Linked DNA regions of Ovis aries: region 2 is linked to region 1. Evidence: chromatin contacts called from public Hi-C data. All regions are on one chromosome and are shown on one strand. The core of a region is the stretch at or near the end of the contact, and the rest is flanking DNA. Distances in the headings are between cores, read along the strand shown.

Evidence for each region. A called contact is a pair of places that touch in the nucleus more often than the background predicts.
Region 2: a Hi-C map of hypothalamus shows a contact between it and region 1, with 9 times the contacts expected there. The contact joins two enhancer-like sites. A contact is called at or near these places in 11 of 16 Hi-C or Micro-C datasets (blood, hypothalamus, liver and 5 more).

What each region holds. Positions count from the first base shown.
Region 1 is chr4:62,803,265-62,809,522 of ARS-UI_Ramb_v3.0, reverse strand. No RefSeq gene overlaps it. Among named protein-coding and RNA genes, the nearest start is that of SEPTIN7, 100 kb to the left of the region's middle. Within about 2 kb of position 2,277, at least 9 of the 54 cell types and tissues checked have an H3K27ac peak or open chromatin away from gene starts, as enhancers often do. A contact at or near this core is called in hypothalamus, where this site is marked.
Region 2 is chr4:62,982,280-62,988,537 of ARS-UI_Ramb_v3.0, reverse strand. It overlaps LOC121819403 (a long non-coding RNA gene), which reads left to right. Exons shown (of 5, transcript XR_009600493.1): 5 at 3,958-6,258. Among named protein-coding and RNA genes, the nearest start is that of HERPUD2, 22 kb to the left of the region's middle. Within about 2 kb of position 4,032, at least 2 of the 54 cell types and tissues checked have an H3K27ac peak or open chromatin away from gene starts, as enhancers often do. A contact at or near this core is called in hypothalamus, where this site is marked.

The sequences.
Region 1 (6,258 bases), core at 1,028-3,527:
TTTTGTCTGTATCATGGCGAAGGTTTATCTGAATCTGATGTAGGACCCGTACAGAACTTGACCGACCAGGTCATTTGATGGTTGGCTTCGTTTTTCAAGCTTATCAAGGGCTTTTTTGTTATATGGCCTGTAGAGTTCTGAGAACTGCTATGTGATTATTCACAATACATATAACATTCAGGAAGCGTAAGGAAAGGCTAGCTTGTAAATAGCAAAATGGACAATACCTAGTCTCCATTGTGAGAGACATTATAAATTGGAGTAACTCTAACCACTGCGCTCTTTAAGTGAGACCAGAGACGCCCTAATCCAAGTGCACATCGCATGGCAGAGTTGTGCTGCCACCTAGTGGAAGTAAGAGCTAATTGTTTTTATCAAGTTCACATTGGAGCAGAGGCTTATTTCTGTGGAGCTCAGGTTCTAATTTTGAAAGCTAAGCAGATATAGACTTCTGCTTCTCAGACTCATTAGCTTAGTGTCACACCACCACCCACATATTCTGACATATTCTGCACCTTTCATGCCTTTTATTCTCTTGGAAAAAGACCTAGGAATGTGGAGGTCAGGGTAGCAGGTAAGCAAAAAGGTGGAAAGAATGTAAGACTGCAACAGTAGCAAAGTGTTGACTTAGCAAGTCATTTAGATCACTGTCTCCAAACCTGATACTGTTTCTTTGTGAAAATATTTTTGAGCATGTATGTGTGATTATACCTATATAGTAAATTATATATAGGTAGCACTATGTTAGGGCTTCCCAGGTGATGCTAGTGGTGAAGAACCCACCTGGCAATGCGGGGGACACAAGAGACATGAATTTGATCCCTGGGTAGGGAAGATCCCCTGGAGAAGGAAATAACGACCCACTCTAGTATTCTTGCCTGGGAAATCCCATAGACAGAGGAGCCTGGCAGCCTTTAGTCCATGAGGTTACAAAGGGTTGAACACAACTGAAGCAAAGCAAGCAAGCAGTATGTTAATATGAACATTATGAAACAATTTTTAAAACTCAAAAAAAAGTTTAGCGCTTCCCAAGCCCCAGTAAATTATCTAATATATTCTACTTTGGAAGTCCTTGGTTTAATATGGTAGTCAGTAGTATGTAGATCCTTACACTGTTGAATCCCTAAGGAAGTCCTGCCATGGTATCCTACTTGATGTAAAAGGAAGACTTAATTGTCTGGTAAATTGAAATCCTTTCTAATAAATAGTTTGCAAATAAAAACAAAAGTTGGTGTACTTCATTCAGGATATTTACCCTACCCCAGACAGTCAACTAGTTTGTGTACATTATCTTCATTTAATCCTTAATAGATAACAGTGTCATCCTTTTCATAGATGTGGAAACAGCTTTGGAGGTGGTTAGTGACTTATCCATTAGAGAGGTGGTAACTGGTGAAGTTGGAGTGTGAACTGGTCTTGGCAACAGCAGGACCTGTGTACTTCAATCTTACGCCATAAGACCACCTGGTGTGTGCCAGAAAACACTAAACCCACTGACTAATCACCTCGGTTCAAATCCCATCTGTATAAATTAGGTGTGTTACTTTTTGTTTCTGAATATTTGTTTCTTCAGCCCTAAAATAAGGCCCATACCTCCCTTGCTAGATCTGAGTGCAGATTACGTCGTGACTGCACAAGTAAAGGTGCCTAAATCTTGAGAGATTTTTCTTGAATTTTAAGAAATTCAATTGAATTGAAAAACTGTTCAACACCTTCCTCCCCTCCCAGAATGTTGAAGGATGTGGTGATGCCAGGGCCATGACAAACCAAGAATTTTGTTTTTTCCTACTTTTAGGTAAGTTTGCGTGGTGCCATGGTAAGCCTCCAGACATGCTTCTTTGCACACAGAGCCTTTTTGGAATTACTAAATGAGGTATGTTTCAATAATAGGGTACACCATAGAAATAAGCTGATTTTGGTTAAGAGCAGGTTTTCTACAGTACGAGTGACGAGTTAAAAAATACGTCCTCCTTAATAAGTAATGCTGAGCTGGTTTATCAGTATCTCATCTCTGGTGAAAATATTGCTGCTTTTCAAGCAAACTTGGTTCCCATGATTTGGGATTAACCCATAGAGTGTTCAGAGTTTAGTGTCAGCCATTTTCAACAAAAAATAGGGACTGACAATTTCCTGTGTTCTTTAGAAGACTTTCAAAGCTTCACAGGAAGAATGAAGACTATTCTTGGCCTGAACCATTTACCCCATGGGGTACTGGGCCCAGCCAAACAGCATTGTATTAGCAAAGGGGGGTCAAGTGAAAGGAGACCTTGTTCTGTGCCAGGCTCTCAAAGGGCAGCCTGAAACCACACTGGCCACCCAGACCCAGTTTTAGATGCAGTGTTTGTGGACCTGCTGAAACCTCATGCCATTCAGGCTTTCTGAAATCCTTTGGGATGGAGACAGGGAGTAGTAGTTGACACCTCTGAGAATAGGGATCCGTGAGAACTTGGCAGAAGGGGAGAGGCTAATTAGGGGAAATGGTAAGACTCTGCCAACGAGTGTCTAGTTTTTGTTCTCTTCCTCTTCAAAGTGAGGCCCTCTTAGCTTACAGGTGTGTTGCAGGGAATAATGTCTCACCCTGTATGTTTACAAGGAAACAGCAGACCACAGAGGCCCCATGAGCTGGCTCTCATCCAAGTGTGGAGTACTGAACTAGGTCTAGCAGGGGCTTACAACTTTTTTCCCTTCATTTAGCTCCATTGTTTCTGAATTTCACGGTGGAGTCTTTCATATTTAAATGTATGCTCCAGGCTCGGAAAAGTTCTGTTTTGTGTAAGCTGGTTATTTAAGCAGCTTGGCAAATGGCAGGTGAAGTGATGGGTGCCGTGACACACACCCTGGAATTAATGTGTGTTCTCCCCTTGGTATTTAGAAGTAAAGAACATATTTTGTCTGATTGGGAGTGGGGGAGCTTTTTTTTTTAATTTTGGTAGGAATAAATCTTGTGATTATACAAATCTATAGCTTAACGTGGTTTGCTTTTCAGACCAAAAAAATAATTAATGGAACACAGTTCTTTCTCTCAGATACCAAAATAAAATTCTCCTTAGACCTTTAGTTTGCTGGGTACAGGTAGAAGAAACTCAAATTTTCACTTTCTTTCCCAAACTGCTACTTCATTAGTTCTTAATTAGGCCTCATCCCTTGTAGTCATACTTGGAAGAGGGGTAGAGGCCACTGAGGCAAGCTCACTTCTGTGGTGTCTTCATTCAGATGGGATTGGCCCAGGTATAATCCATGTCCAGAAGAGGAGACGGGCTTTCTCTCTAACTTGTGCTATGAGGACTGGTGAACTCACCCTACAAAGTGGGAGCTGCTGCTGCTAAGTCGCTTCAGTTGTGTCCGACTCTGTGCGACCCCACAGACAGCAGCCTGCCAGGCTCCCCCATCCCTGGACTTCTCCAGGCAAGAACACTGGAGTGGGTTGCCATTACCTTCTCCAATGCATGAAAGTGAAAAGTGAAAGCAAAGTCGCTCAGTCATGTCTGACTCTTCATGATCCCATGGACTGCAGCCTACCAGGCTCCTCCATCCGTGGGATTTTCCAGGCAAGAGTACTGGAGTGGGGTGTCATTGCCTTCTCCGACCAAGTGGGAGCATTTCGACATTATTCTGAATGAGGAGAATTCCTACTTAACCAAAGGAGAAAAAACTCACTTGGAAATTGAAGCAAGGGAACAAAAATCAGCAAAAGGTGAAGCAACAAATGTTTGTTGAGCACCAACTATGTGCCAGATACGAACTTCACATAAATTTCAAAGATCAGTAGAATTCTATGACATGGCCATTTTAACCCCCCATTAAAAACAAGCATACTAGAATGGATTAAGAAGTGTGGTGTATGTTTATTCAATGGAATATTAGCCATAAAAAGAATGAAATAATGTCATTTTGTAGCAACGTGGATGGACCTGAAGACAATCATACTAAGTGAAGTAAGTCATACAGTTAGTTCAGTTGCTCAGTCGTGTCTGACTCTGCGACCCCATGAGTTGCAGCACGCCAGGCCTCCCTGTCCATCACCAACTCCCAGAGTTCACTCAGACTCATGTCCATCGAGTCGGTGATGCCATCCAGCCATCTCATCCTCTGTTGTCCCCTTCTCCCCCCAATCCCTCCCAGCATCAGAGTCTTCTCCAATGTGTCAACTCTTCACATGAGGTGGCCAAAATACTGGAGTTTCAGGTTCAGCATCATTCCTTCCAAAGAAATCCCAGGGCTGATCTTCAGAATGGATTGGTTGGATCTCCTTGCAGTCCAAGGGACTCTCAATAGTCTCCTCCAACACCACAGTTCAAAAGCATCAATTCTTCGGCGCTCAGCCTTCTTCACAGTCCAACTCTCAGATCCATACATGACCACAGGAAAAACCATAGCCTTGACTAGACGAACCTTAGTTGGCAAAGTAATGTCTCTGCTTTTGAATATGCTATCTAGGTTGGTCATAACTTTTCTTCCAAGGAGTAAGCATCTTTTAATTTCATGGCTACAATCACCATCTGCAGTTATTTTGGAGCCCCCCAGAATAAAGTCTGATACTGTTTCTACTGTTTCCCCATCTATTTGCCATGAAGTGATGGGACCAGATGCCATGATCTTCGTTTTCTGAATGTTGAGCTTTACGCCAACTTTTTCACTCTCTACTTTCACTTTCATCAAGAGGCTTTTTAGTTCCTCTTCCCTTTCTGCCATAAGGGTGGTGTCATCTGCATATCTGAGATTATTGAGAGTTCTCCCGGCAATCTTGATTCCAGCTGTGTTTCTTCCAGTCCAGCGTTTCTCATGATGTACTCTGCATATAAGTTAAATAAGCAGGGTGACAATATACAGCCTTGACCTACTCCTTTTCCTATTTGGAACCAGTCTGTTGTTCCATGTCCAGTTCTAACTGTTGCTTCCTGACCTGCATACAGATTTCTCAAGAGGCAAGTCAGGTGGTCTGGTATTCCCATCTCTTTCAGAATTTTCCACAGTTTATTGTGATCCACACAGTCAAAGGCTTTGGCATAGTCAATACAGGGAAAGACAAATATATCATTTCTGTGTGGAATCTTAAAAAAATGATACAAATGAACATATTTACAAAACTTTCATAGCAAATTTATGGTTACCAAGGGGGAAAGAATGGGGAGAAATAGGAGTTTGTGATTAACAGATACACACTATGTATAAAATAACCAGGACCTACTGTATAGCTATATTGAACTATATTGAATATCTTATGATAAGCTATAAGGGAAAAGAGTCTGAGAAATATATATAAAATTGAATCACTTCAAGCACAACATTGTGAATCTGTGCTTCAGTAAAAGAAGGGAAAGCAAAAAAAAAAATTTCATTGTAAAATTTAATGTTATTAGTTATCCATTGCTGTATACAAAGCAATAACTACCTGCTAACCTTAGTAATGATAACATTTATAGTTTACTACAGTTTAATAATAACACTTCTTAGTTTCTGCAGGTCAGAGATTAGTTGGGTAGTTCTGGCTGGGGACTGTCATTTAGATGTCCAGAGGGCTGGCATTCAGGATGGCTTAGTTGAATCACTAGTAAGTGGATTTTCAGGAGGCCTCAGTCCTTTACCACATGGACTTCTCCATGGGGCTCCTTGCATGTCCTTGTGACATGGTGACTGGTTTTTTTCCCAGAACAAATGATCCAAGAGAGAGCAAGGTGTAAGCCACGATGCCTTTTATGATCTAGCTTTGAAGGTCCCATAATGCCCTTTCTGCAATATGCCATTGCTGATGCAGCTCAGCCCTGTTCAGTATGGGAGGCAGCTGTACAAAAGCTGAATGCCAGGAGGCCACTGCTACATTATATCTTCTTTCATTTAATAAATATTTTTTCAAATTTTAGTTTAATAAAATTATTTAAATATTTTAATAAACACTTCTACAAATAATGCTGTGAACATTTCTGTACACATCTTGCCCAAATATGGGAGTTTCTGTAGGCTTATGTGTCATGAACAAAGCTAGCAAATCTGTCCCTTTAGGTTTACAAGCCTCTGTCAAATTTTCTGTGATTCGTCATGTAAAATGTTCTATCCACTGGCCCCACCCCCACTCAGATCAGATGTCCCCATAGACCCAACCCAGGGCCTTAGTTAACTCCATCTTTACAGTTTGAATCAGAAAAAAGAGGAGGAGTTCTTCCCCTGCCTCAAAATGCGAAAAAGGGATGATCTACAGCAGACCCAGTAGGCTGGGTGGCGGAGCTGTGGTCACAGAGATAACTGTGAGCCACATAGCAC
Region 2 (6,258 bases), core at 2,783-5,282, 180 kb before region 1:
CACCTGGGAGAAAGGGACAATTTGATGATGCTTGTCAGAATCTTAAAAGAGGACTGTGATTGGGAGGTATGAGGATGTATTCTGGGGGCCAGTAATGTTCTGCTTCTTGACTTGGATGGTGGTGGATACACTGTTACTTACTTTATAACTGTTGAAAGTATTCCTCTAAGTATACTGCAGAATTTCAAAACTATTGCAAAGTATACCTACTCTAGATTATTCACTTTAAATAGTTCTCCCCAAATTTAAAAAAAGATGTAGGAGTAGTTTTATATTATTATATATAATAGTAAAAAATTAAAGCTAAAAATCTGATAGTGAACGTTTGGTTAAATAAAGCATAGCATAGCCATACATTGGAACATTATACAGCTTTTTAAAAATTATATACAGGTAAATAAGTATGGAAATAGAATGACATTAAGTGAAAACCAAATTGCAAAAACTATGTTCAGTAATATCCCATTTCACTTACATAGTCCATATGTAAAGAAGACTTTTTGGAAATATATAAACCAGAGGATTAATAGTCAAATTGTGGTGAGAGTTTTATTTCTTTTTGCTTACTTTTATTTTCTAATTTTTCTAAATAAACTTGTTTTACTATTTTGATAAGAAAAATTATTTTTAATTTTTAAAATCCCATCCTTTAAGCCAACAGAAAGCCCTGTTGGCTCAGCTTTGACTTTTTAAATTTTTTAAATAAATAAACATTTTAAAAGGATGATCAGTTCTCTTCATAAACCCTTATATTTTTAAATATGAATGTAATATTAACAGTTGGATGGAATCAGGCACTTTTAAGTGTTAAGGTAATTTCATGTTTAAAGTTTTAATTTCTATAAGGAATCTCTTCTGAAATCAAAATTGGTACTAAAAAAAACCTATTTTGATGTTTTTAGAAGCTGTAGTTTTAAAAAGCTATTTCAGACAGGATTAGATGATATTTTTCTTTTATTCTATTTTTAAAAAAATTTTGCTCACAGATTCTTCAATCTTTTAGACAAAAGCTTCATTTGAGAGTGATAATCAAGTTATGAACTTCATCTTTACTATTACACTTTTAAATTTCTTCTTACAGGTGCTTAGTGCGATATTTTCAAGAGGAAATACTCTAATTTGTAAAACAGGAAACTGACGAAGTGCACCGTGAAATGCTCTATTGCTGCGGTTAACCGCATTAGCCACTGGGTGGCTCCACTGTTTCGTTCCATTCACTGTCTGTTGATGGAAGTTTCCAATGAAAACAGGAGATGAAGAGCAGGGCTTTATTTGCAGAATGCTTAATTAGGAACTGATGCAGCATTTACATTCTGACATTTTATTTAGAAACAGTTCTGCTCATGTATGCAGTATTCTCTTGTGTTCTTTGATAACTGGGCATTTAACTTGCCAAGGTGGGGGAGGAAAACTGTATTTTTTTCCCCTTAGTATTGTGTCATTTCCTATTCCAATTTTTTAATAAGAATCAAGAATTCTTCATTGATGACATCTTGTCTGTTTTCAAAGCTATCATTTTCAGAGTCCTATAATAAAATAATAATAAATAGAGTCCTATAATAAAATAATTTGAGGGAAAACAAGAAATTACCACTAGACCAGGAGTATATCCAGTTCAGTCGCTCAGTCGTGTCCGACTCTGCGACCCCAATGAATCGCAGGACACCAGGCCTCCCTGTCCCTCACCATCTCCCGGAGTTCACTCAGACCCACGTCCCTCGAGTCAGTGATGCCATCCAGCCATCTCATCCTCTGTCATCCCCTTCTCCTCCTGCCCCCAATCCCTCCCAGCATCAGAGTCTTTTCCAATGAGTCAACTCTTCGCATGAAGTGGCCAAAGTACTGGAGTTTCAGCTTTAGCATCAATCCTTCTAAAGAAATCCCAGGGCTGATCTCCTTCAGAATGGACTGGTTGGACCTCCTTGCAATCCAAGGGACTCTCAAGAGTCTTCTCCAACACCACAGTTCAAAAGCATCACTTCTTCAGCGCTCAGCTTTCTTCACAGTCCAACTCTCACATCCATACATGACTACTGACAAAACCATAGCCTTGACTAGACGGACCTTTGTTGACAAAGCAATGTCTCTGCTTTTGAATATGCTGTCTAGGTTGGTCATAACTTTCCTTCCAAGAGTAAGCATCTTTTAAATTCATGGCTGCAGTCACCATCTGCAGTGATTTTGGAGCCCCCCAAAATAAAGTCTGACACTGTTTCCCCATCTATTTCCCATGAAGTGATGGGACCAGATGCCATGATCTTCGTTTTCTGAATGTTGAGCTTTAAGCCAACTTTTTCACTCTCCTCTTTCCCTTCTTCAAGAGGCTTTTTAGTTCCTCTTCCCTTTCTGCCATAAGGGTGGTGTCATCTGCATATCTGAGGTTATTGAGATTTCTCCCGGCAATCTTGATTCCAGCTTGTGCTTCTTCCAGCCCAGCATTTCTCATGATGTACTCTGCATAGAAGTTAAATAAGCAGGGTGACAATATACAGCCTTGAGGTACTCCTTTTCCTATTTGGACCCAGTCTGTTGTTCCATGTCCAGTTCTAACTGTTGCTTCCTGACCTGCATATAGGTTTCTCAAGGGGCAGGTCAGGTGGTCTGGTATTCCCATCTCTTTCAGAATTGTCCACAGTTGATTGTGATCCACACAGTCAAAGGCTTTGGCATAGTCAAGAAAGCAGAAATAGATGTTTTTCTGGAACTCTCTTGCTTTTTCAATGATCCAGTGAATGTTGGCAATTTGATCTCTGGTTCCTCTGCATTTTCTGAAACCAGCTTGAACATCTGGAAGTTCACGGTTCACATATTGCTGAAGCCTGGCTTGGAGAATTTTGAGCATTATTTTACTAGCGTATGAGATGAGTGCAATTCTGCAGTAGTTTGAGCATTTTTTGGCATTGCCTTTCTTTGGGATTGGAATGAAAACTGACCTTTTCCAGTCCTGTGGCCACTGCTGAGTTTTCCAAATTTGCTGGCATATTGAGTGCAGCACTTTCACAGCATCACCTTTCAGGATTTGAAAGGAGTATATTATGTTCTCCTTTTGGAAAGATAGAAAGCTACATTGCTGATAGCTTCCATCTCTAAGAGATGTCATTGTGTTTCAGTAGGGGCTGGTGAATAGAAAAAAAGAGATAGAAATAACCCACAAAGATGTAAAATTGTAGAAGGGATCACTACAGCTAACTCTTCCTGGGGTCACAGATCTACACCTTGGGGCTGACCACAATTTTAAAACTTGACCTCAATTTGTATTTCTAGATGCCATGCATTTTGTGCATTCGTGATAAACTTTTTCTCTGTTCTGTCTTCTTTTAGTCTAATTTTTCTAGCCCAAACCTATTACTTTCTTTTGTGTTCTTGCTTCCTTTTGTAATCCCTATCCCTACTTATCTTTTTTTTTTTTTTTGGTCCCTTTTCATTTGCACGATTGAATGCATAATTTTTGAATGACAGTTACTGTTTAAAATTCTGCTTTAGACCTGAATCATTCCGTTAGAGGAAAGAAATTCCAGAAATGTAACATAAATGGCTCAGACATTGCAGTGCCCCTAAATATGAATACAATTAAGTATTTGAGCTAGTAATCACTGTTTTTTTTTTTAAATAAATTAGCTGTATAACTAATTTCCTTATGTCCTTGGGGGGAACTCATGAATGGTAGAATCAGATGAAAAACATTTGAATTCAAACAACAGTGAAATTAGAGAGCATGTTTCTGATTGTAAACTATAAATAGAGTAACTAAAACCAGAACTTGGTGTAGATGACAGAAAGTAGAATTTAAAGTGAGTACAATTTAAATATCACGTTCACCTTCTCAGGAAAAAATACAGTCATGAGTTAGAGAATGCATCATTTAAATATATTCAAATAGATGAGATATTTCAAATAGATGAAGTAAGGTAAGGTCTTGGATTCTAGGTTTCTGAATTAATATCATGAAATTCACAGAGTTCCCTGTAGAAGAAGAGGGGAGTAAAGAATCTGACTGCTGATCCAGGAGAGAGGATGAATCTCAGCTATCCTCCTACCAGAAGACAAATCCACATGAAAAGCTACAAGCCCAGTCATGCGTCAAAGCCCTTTTCTGGCTATCACATATATCAGTTGTACTCTCTCTCCTGTTGAAAACAAGAATATTTCCAGAGTGTGAGAGCCAAACTTCAGTAGCCGTTTCCACCCCGAGGCTTCATTGTCTCCCAAGGCTTCTGGGATTAGAATTAGGTTTTGTTGAATCAGGCTCTGCAGTGGCTGGGTCCCATGAAGCATCAGTTTTTATTTGAGTCACATAACTCTTGAATGAGGCTAAATCTGTAAAATTCTTCATCTTTAAATAAACTTGTATAGATAAAGATTTAGATTAAAAACAAATATTCTTAAATGTCTAATGTATTGGTGCAAATATACCATCCCCTCTTGCTGAAACTTGAGTCCATCATTTTTTTCTTCTTTTTATATTAATAATGAAGTGTTTCCAAATACAGAAAATTATAAAGAGTCAGATAATAAATTTCCAGGTACCCATTGTCCAGCCACATCTAATTTTTAACATTTCCCTTATTTGCCTGATGTCTTTACCTAGAATCTTTAAAAAAAAAAAAAAAAATTTAAAACATTTCAGATCCAAATGAAAGCCCTAGTAACATCTCTGCCAACCCTTCTCTCCATCATCCTGTCTAAAAACTAACCGTTACCATGAATTTGCTGTTTATCATCCCATGCATGTTTTTATATATTGCAGTGTTTGTATGTATTCCTAAAATATATATATATATATGTATATGAATGTTTTAACCTTTTATAAAAATAGCACCACACTGTATATAACCTTTTACAATTTGATTTATTTACTTAGTGTCATAGTTTTAAGATTTATCTGTTATGGTACATTCACCATCAATCATTGCTTTAATTTAGACCAATAGCTCAGTTTTCTCTGCTTTTGCTCAAATCACTGAACAATTTGTCCATATAGAAGTTTACTATCTAGTGGAAAAAGTAAATAACTTTTTGAAATAGACAACTTTTTGAAACACGGCCATGATTTTAATCCCATGTGTTTACCATGGAGAAACTAAGAAAAAATGTATATTTTCAGACTTCCTCATATAGTCTGGACTGAGCTATTCAAGTCATTTCCCAACAGTTCTTCTATGTGTTATGAAGACCAATAAATATATCACTGAGCTCTTTGGCTAACAGATAAAAGTGGAGAGATCTTGTCCTAGGAGTTAGTAGTCCTACAGTATCTTTCACAATTTATTTAACTTCTCTGGACTCTAGTTTCTCTCATATACAAAATGGATCAGTTGAACCAGAGAATCTGGTGCTAATTTTCAATGACCTATGGAATATGTAAACAAAAATTATAAAGCCTTAAAATTCTTGTCATTTGCTTTAGTAGAATTTTATTTTCTGTATGAAATAGATTTTTATTATAATTCTTTGATAAAGAAAGTGCATAATGTATGAATATCCAATCTTTAAAGACGTGGACTATATATAAGTATGAAATTATTATATAAATGTATAGTTATAATTTTGCTTTCATCACACATTTTGTTCACATCTTTAATCTATTTACTTCTGAGTCCTTGGTGATAAGCCCCTGTCCCAGATGTGACGTTGCTCTTATGGGGAAATAGGATCCACTTCCGTGATGCACTTCATCATGTGGACTCAGGAGCACTTTGTAGGAATACTCTGTAGGCAAATTATAAGGGCTACAAATGTGAGCATATGGTATTAGAATTACCCTCAGATTATTTGGCAGTTTTGGTTAGTATTTCTGGGCCCTTCAAACACAAGGATAGAGCTCTTAAAGCAGCAGCTTACAGAATCCTCCCTCAATTTTTTTTATCAGAAAAACAAAATCATTCATTTTAGAGGATTTTTAAATTCCTAATTGCAGATGTAAATAACTATCAGTTCGGAAAATGGCTGAATATAATAAAAAGCATAATCTTCCCTATAAAACTAGAAGCTTTATAGGAACACAAAGATGCTTTCCTTCTACTTCCATCCTCCTCCTCCTCCTCCTCCTCCTCCTCCCTACCAGCTCTGACCTACCAACTGCTACCTACCGACTCCTGTCCACAATACAAAAGAGACAATAGAAAATCCTTTTCAACCATCATTTACCTTGAAGTAAACCTAAAAGAGTGATCAGGAATAGAAACAACATAGGTGCTAAAAATCTATGAAAATAAATTTTGAAGATTGCCCAAATATCGAACAGCTTTTTCTCCAATA